Linked DNA regions of Sus scrofa: region 2 is linked to region 1. A link is a contact called in public HiChIP or PLAC-seq data. All regions are on one chromosome and are shown on one strand. The core of a region is the stretch at or near the end of the contact, and the rest is flanking DNA. Distances in the headings are between cores, read along the strand shown.

Region 1 (3,447 bases), core at 613-3,112:
CATTCTTGACAGCGAGGATTAGGTCCTGTTCACGACCCATCCTGGTCCCTGGGCTGGGATCAGGGTTCCAGGGCAGAAGCAGGAAGCTGATCTAAGTCGAGGCGTCAGGGTGCCATCCCTGGGCCCTTGGGAGGACCAGGTGTCCGGGGGGGAGGGTGTCTGGTGTCCCAGGCTGGGGGCTTCTTGTCAGGCGCTGACAGCTACTCCCTCAAGGTGCTTCGTGAGCTGCCACCACAGGCCGGAAAGCTGATCTCTGAGGGGGTGGAGGCTGTGTGGAAATCTGGACGGATATCAGCTTGCAGCTTCCGACAGCCCAGGGATGGGCCAGGACTGGGAACGCCAATCTTCCCAAAGTGGCTCAGGAGCACCAGTGCCCACCCAGAGGGCAGCCTGCATTCCCTCGGGCCTTGGGCAGCGGCGGCAGCAGCGGCGGCGGTGGACAGGTGTCAGGGGTCTGGAAAAGGTGTGGTCCGCTGAAGGCTGGGCCAGAGCCTGAAAGGGTCCCAGAAGCAGGGCTCAGAGAAAGAACCGGACAGGGCCTCCAGGGACCCCCCAAATCATCCTGGCTGCCCTTGTGAGTCAAGGGAGGGGCTGAGCCACTCAAAGAGGGGAGGGAGCCACCACGCCTGAGAGCAGCACTTGGTGGGGGGAAGGGGTCCTGGGAGGGGGAGGTTGAGTCACTGAGGCCCCAGGGCACCTGGCAGCACCTCAACCTGGGGCAGGAGGGGCCCTGGCAGCACGACACATTGGGGTAGGCGGGGCCAGCAGCCTGTTCTCCACAGCCCCGGGCACTGACACCCACAGACAACTGGTGGGCCAGAAGGTGGGGCCTGGCAGAAGGTCAGGCGCAGGCAGCCCGGCCCGTGGTCACTCCCTGTGGAAGGCGCCTGCCCCCAGACCCCTCCCTCTCTAAGCTTTGCTGTAATAGCTGGATGCCCTTGCCCCAGGGCTCTTCATGAATCTAGAGGGTGGAGTGGGAGCTACGGCTCTCCATCTCTGGCCGAGGGTCTGCCTGCAGGACAGGGAGGCTTTCCGGCACCTGTTGCTGACCCTTGCGCGGGATGGGGAAGCAGCTGGGCAGAGAACAGAGATAAGAGCTGGGGCACCGCTGGTAAATGAGGCTGCCTGGCCCCCCCCAAGCCTGAATCTGTGGCCCAGAGCCCCGACTTCACTTTAGAAAAGCTTACGTCAGTTCCTCAGTGGCCATGAATTTGCTGCCCAAGTCCTGTGGCATGAGCCCCGTGCAGGCCTGGGGCCCTAGCTGGGGTCGCCCTTCCTCCCAAAATGTCCCAAGCCCAACCCAGAGGGCACTCCAGCTCAAGGCCCGAGGCCGACATTGGGGGAGGGCGCCCCTGGCAGTGCCTGGGGTCGGGCTGGCTCCCCCGCCCCCCGGAATGCCAGTCCAGCGCCGCGCAACCCCCCCAACCCAGCCCAGCTCCAGCCGACCGGGGAACAAAGCGGCGGGAGGGACCGGGAGGGCCAAGTGCCGGAGGGATTGATGCGGGAGGACGGGATAGGGGCGCGAAAAGGACAGAAGGAGCCGACAGATGTAGGCGCCCGCCGATCCCGCAGGAAAAGTTAGTTTGTACCCGCCCTCAAGGGTGCTGACCCCCAGCTCAGACCCCGCCGTCTCACCTCTCCAGCCGCCCCGCTGGGGGTCCGGCTGGTCCCGCTCGGTCCCTGGCACTCCGGACGGCGGCTCCCACTGCCCCCCTTACCCCTTTTCTCCTTCTTCTCCTCCTTTTCCAAGGCCGGCTCGGCGCCTCCCGCAGGAAATCCCGCCCCTCCCCCTTCCCTCCCGCCGGATCGGGAGCGGAGGGATCGTCCCGGCCGCGCAGTCGGGCTGTCAGTCAGTGCCTGGGGCCCCGCCCCGAGCCGCCCAGGCCCCGCCCCCATCACTCGGGTCCGGACCTTGGACACTGCCTCGCTCAGCGCATGCGCCCAGGTGAAGCGGCGGGGGTGGGGACGAGAGTACGCTGCGTCCCGGCTGTTGGAGCAGGGGCGATCTGGGGCTCTAGGGTTCAGACTGAAGGGTGAGGTGCCCTGTTTGTGACGGGCGGGAGGGAAGACATGATGCGAAGGGGTCTGGGAACCGAGACCCAGGAATCTCACTTGGGAAATCCCCCTTCCCTTTTGCCCCTCGCCCCTCCAGGGACCGCCGCGGCGACCTCTGCCCGCGAGGCCAGAATAGCAGACCAACAACCGCTGGTTGGAGCAATGGTGCCACCTAGCGGCCCGTGTCGGAGCGGCCCGTGGTGGCGGCGGCGGGGACCCCAGCTTCGAGGAGGTGCCTATGACCATCTATGGTGGCGCTTCAGCACCATCGTGGGTCGGACAGCGGCCTCCCGCCCCCGGCCCTGAAAACATAGTTTCCGAGCCCTTAGGAAGAGACCCAACGGAAGACCCTGAAGGAACACCGAACCTCCCTAGATCGCATCTGACAGCCCTCGGCGGCCTCCAGTTTGTGAAGCTGGAATTCGGGAACCTAGCACTCGCCCATCTCTACACCCCTCTTCTTCCCTCCCTGTCCCAATGGGTGATGGGGACTAAGCAGCTCAGGGCTGCGGAGGGGAAGATCATGAATTTGACTCTTCATAGCACACTTTCAAACGTCAGGCTCCGCAAGTTTTACTAGAGAGGAGCCCAGAGGAGGGCTGGGGATCGGAGAGATGGTCCTAACAAATCCAGAAACCTGCAAGCTCTCCGCCTCCGGAATCGAGCCCCATGTCTGTTGGCAGGCGCTAGGACCCAGGACACCAGGAAGGTGGAAAGCAGGTGGGTTGATCTGGAGCGCGGAGGAGCAGAGGTCGGATTGGCGGGCGCTAGGGCCGCGCGGAGTTCCGGCGGTGGGCGGGGCATGGGCGGCGCGCGCGCGCGCGCGCGCAGCTGCAGACGGCGGCCCGATGGAGCCCGAACCTGGGTCCGCCGAGGTGGAGGTTCCTCCCGGGCGCGTGCTCAGGTGCGGCGCGGCGCGGCCCGGCCCGGGGGAGGCGCCGGGACCGCAGGGTGGGCGCAGGGAAGGAGATGGGCACCCAGGACGGGGATCCCGGCCAGGGCCGAGCGGTCCCGACTGCGTGGCGCTAACCCCGCGTCCCTTCTTGCTTTCCCCAGTGTGCCGGAGCTCTTCGCCGCCCGCTCGCGGCCCCAGAAGCTGCCCCAGCGCTCGCATGGCCCCAAGGACTTCCTTCCCGACGGCTCGGCGGCCCAGGCTGAGCGGCTGCGCTTGTGCCGCGAGGAGCTCTGGCAGCTGCTGGCGGAGGAGCGCGTGGAGCGCCTGTGAGGGGGGCGGGCCGGGCCGGGGGCGGAGCCGGGCGGACGGACCGGGTCGACTAAGCCCGCAGATTGAGACGGCCCCCTCCCCACTCCTTGCCAGGGGCAGTTTGGTGGCCGCCGAGTGGAGACCGGAAGAAGGCTTCGTGGAGCTGAAGTCTCCTGCGGTGAGCCGTG
Region 2 (3,751 bases), core at 503-3,002, 150 kb before region 1:
GTCACGAGAGAAAGCAGGGGAACTCAGGGAAAGTGTGGGAGCCCCGGGGGCCGACCAGGAGGAAGAGGAGCAGCAATCTCGTCACAGCCACCTCCCTTTCCACAGGGAAGCCCTAACTAACTGGGAGAGATGACTGGAAACTCAGTGCTCTGTGCCAAGCTGTCTTTACCGAGCTAATACTTTAAAAAAGCAACAACGCTACTTATAAGCGAATAAAGACCTATGGGCCTCATCAGACTCCTTACGGGGCAGCTAACAGGCAGTGTATCCGCAAACCAGAAAAGCAAAGGCACCAAAGCATCAACTAAGGTTCTAAACCTACCACACATCCATCTTACTTATAAGCAACTGCACCACAAGATGCCTCTGAAATAATACACTATACTAAAATCCCAACAGAAGGACGTGAGCTGCGAGGAAGGGTACAGTCAGAAGTTGCCATCAATAACCTAAAACAGCCCTAAAATCTGCATCCTTGTGTCTTTCGCACTTGGGGTGCTATAACGCCGAGCTGCGCGGAGGAGCTGGTACAACCGACCTGCCTTCCTGCCCTGACACATAACTCGAGGCGAAGGCCTCCAGTGCCCACAGAGAAATTGCGGATTAGCACGGCAGGATGCCCTCCGACTGGGCAAGGACAGCTCACAGCACGGGGACGCGTGAGCACTGTCTTGGTCCCTGGGCGCTTGGTTTACTGGTTTACGAGGCCCCCGCGCAGCAGGCATCTGGCTGGGAGCCACATTCTTTCCTCCTGCCCCCCCCCCCCCCCATTTTCCCACCAGATAGGCATTTTCCTTTCTGTTTCCCCTTTTTAAGGTAAAAGTAATGAATATGAATTAAAATAGCGTAGATGTGCGTGAAGTAAAAATAAAAAGCAGGGCTCCTCCCTCAAGCTCCCTGGGGCAGCGATGCTGGCTGGTGGTTAGAGGCCTGTGTTTTCAGACCTGCCCTCACAGGGCACAGATATACAGAGCTGGTGGCACTGCTTTCCCAGCTGAAAAGCCACTCATTTTTATTTTCCATTAACAAACAAACAAACACCCGCAGTGAGGCAAAACACTCTACCTGGAATTTTTACAAAGTAAACACACCCCCTGTTATAAGCAGCCACACTGAAAAACAGAAAATGAGTAGGAGACCATTTTATTTAATAAAGACTTCTTTCGTATCTGCTCCCATTTTCACTAAACACCCCCTCTCCCCCTCAAGGATGTCCCCCAACATAAGGAGTGTGACATTGTGTGAGGAACAGCTGGCACTCTCAGGACATTTAACACCACCCCTCATGTTTCCTCAGCATTTTATATTATTGATAAATTTAATGAACTTCTTTTAATGGCAATATTTATGTGTAACCACACGGCTGTGGTCAATTTTTTTTAATTCATTTTTTTTTAAAAGATGGGTTTATACTACAGGAAAAATAACGAGGGAGGGAGAAAGCTAATGGGAGTGGGCAGCTCATTTTCCAATTCAATTCTTCATCACACCCCGTAGGCTTCCATCGAGAGGCACTGAATGTGAAAAGCATATATTGGACCCACCCCCAGTACATACAACTCATGGTGCGACTCGAACGCCAACAGTCGTTTTGGAGTCTGCGTCTAATCTGTTAGCTCAGATGCTGCATGAGGTCACACTCCATTTTAAACTTCCCCCTTCCTCCCTAAGAAAAACCAGAAAGGGGAGGAAGGGGGGCCTGGCACGCCGTGCTCTCCCGAAGCTGCGAAACCAGCAGCGACCCTGTTCTCCTGGACATCCAGGCCCAGGGCAGCCCCGTCACGTGGAACAGGCCTGTCAGGCCAACGAGCACACAGGCACAAGGTCAGGGGCTTTTCTGGCAAAACGGTTTCCTTTTTCAGAGCTTGTGATGAGCACTGCCTGCCTTTCAGCCAGTCTGTGGAGAACACCACGACGGAGCCAGGGGCCTGAACTGGATGCTTCCTGATCAATTATTAGCCCCATGTTCCCCACAGAGGGGAGGAAGCAGGCCCGAGAGGGAATCTTCCTAAAAGGCTAATCCATCAGTCAGGTCAGAAACTACAACCACCCAAGGAAGGGGGCCCTTCCCATGTATTCAACAGTCAGGTTTGAAATGTGGCTGACACCCGAAACAGTATGGAGAAAAACAAGGCTTCAGAGCCACAGGCATTTCATTTAATATTCAAATTACAGTCTGATGTTCTGCTGAATTCCCTTTCAGTCTGGAACTATGAAAACAAAAGGGCACTCAGGTAGGTTTTGTTATCATTGGACCCAGTGCCATAGGCCTAAATCTAGGCAGTTTCTGTATGGTCCACAATCTAAGACTATATTTAAACATTTTAAAGGATTATTTAAAAAAATTCTAACAAGAATATGTGATGTGACAGAGACCACACATGGCCCACAAGGCTTACAGTATTTATCTGACCCTTTACAGAAAAGGTTGAGCTAATCTCCATCCATCCTGTGAGGATGGATCACAGGAACGGATGTGCACAAATGATGTGGCTTGTATGCAGGGCCCGAGGCAGGATGCACCATGCACTCCCAGGAACCACCACCCAGCTCCTCCTCCTTGCAGAGCGCGTTCCGTGATGCTGTCCACGAACAGCCCACATGACTCCCAAAGCAAAGAGGGACACTAAGAAGCCACGAGAATGCAAAACTGTGCTTGGTACACTTCCCAGGAATCTAGTCATCTCATGCTCATCTTTTGGAGTTTCCTGGATATCGCTACTTGTGTCTAGAGTTTAGTAACCAGAGCACGGCTGCATATTAATAATCCCCACCCATCTAAAGTTACACGGACCTCAAATGCAGGACATTATCAATCAATCCACTGATGGGGCCCAGGAATCTCTTCCATCTATACCTTCGAAGATTTAATACTTCTGAGTTTATTATCATGAACAAATTGGTCCAGGCCTTTGTACAGGAATTTGGTCTGAATATAATTTCAAAACTACCTACTGAGCTACTATGTGCAAAAGCAAGGAACAAGTGATAAGGGAGTCTAACACCAGAAGACAGACATTCTTCACGGAATCCAACACCTTTTGGTGGGGAGAGCAGAGCTCAAACTCATAGTTACAAAGATACAAGCCAGTACAAGTTCCAAACAAACACTGGAAATACATACTTTACAAATGAGACTGGTTTTCTCCTTGTAAATCATTCAATGAAATATTTATTGAGCCATTATAATAAGGTGCCTAGTTCTTCAAGTAAAAAGAAGTTTCTGTGAGGACTTCACAGATTCTTCATTATAGAAACTTTTTTTTTTTTTTTTTGCTTTTTAGGGCTGTACCCACGTGCGGCATGTGGAGGTTCCCAGGCTAGGGGTTGAACCAGAGCTACAGTTGTCAGCCTACACCACAGCCATAGCAACGTGGGATCTGAGCTGCATCTGCAACCTACGCCACAGCTCACAGCAACGCCAGATCCTCAGCCTACTAAGCGAGGCCAGGGATTGAACCTGAAACCTCATGGTTCTAGTTGGATTTGTTTCGGCTGTGCCACGAGGGGAACGCCCATTATAGAAACGTCTCTACAGGTTTCATCCCATTACCAGACTGCAGGGTGACCGAACCTCTCTCCAGGCTAAGGCTTCCACGATGTGATCTTCCAAAGAACTTCATATTAACTACACAGACATTTTATTATACCATAATTTAACTACAAACCCTAACTTCCCGGCACCTAGCACAGTCTCTGGCACATGATGAGAACTGTGTTAAGAGTTTACTGACCAAAGCGCGAACCCGCA

The links. HiChIP or PLAC-seq counts read pairs in DNA pulled down with a chosen protein or histone mark.
Region 2: a contact with region 1 is called in an H3K27ac HiChIP or PLAC-seq map of skeletal muscle, with 5 times the contacts expected there. The contact joins the enhancer-like site here to the promoter of CASKIN2 in region 1. A contact is called at or near these places in 2 of 5 promoter capture datasets (fetal liver and liver), 14 of 47 Hi-C or Micro-C datasets (alveolar macrophages, blood, embryonic fibroblasts and 10 more) and 2 of 2 datasets of contacts at active chromatin or transcription factors (alveolar macrophages and skeletal muscle).

Annotation. Positions count from the first base shown.
Region 1 is chr12:5,854,289-5,857,735 of Sscrofa11.1, reverse strand. It overlaps CASKIN2 (caskin-2), which reads right to left and starts at 1,862. Exons shown (of 20, transcript XM_021066645.1): 1 at 1,636-1,862; 2 at 1-492. The coding sequence starts at 40. TSEN54 (tRNA-splicing endonuclease subunit Sen54) reads left to right here and starts at 1,945. Exons shown (of 12, transcript XM_021066651.1): 1 at 1,945-2,033; 2 at 2,153-2,775; 3 at 3,112-3,276; 4 at 3,374-3,437.
Region 2 is chr12:6,000,117-6,003,867 of Sscrofa11.1, reverse strand. All of the region lies in intron 3 of GRB2 (growth factor receptor bound protein 2), which reads right to left. Among named protein-coding and RNA genes, the nearest start is that of SLC25A19, 32 kb to the left of the region's middle. Within about 2 kb of position 1,752, at least 27 of the 83 cell types and tissues checked have an H3K27ac peak or open chromatin away from gene starts, as enhancers often do. A contact at or near this core is called in alveolar macrophages, fetal liver, liver and 2 more, where this site is marked.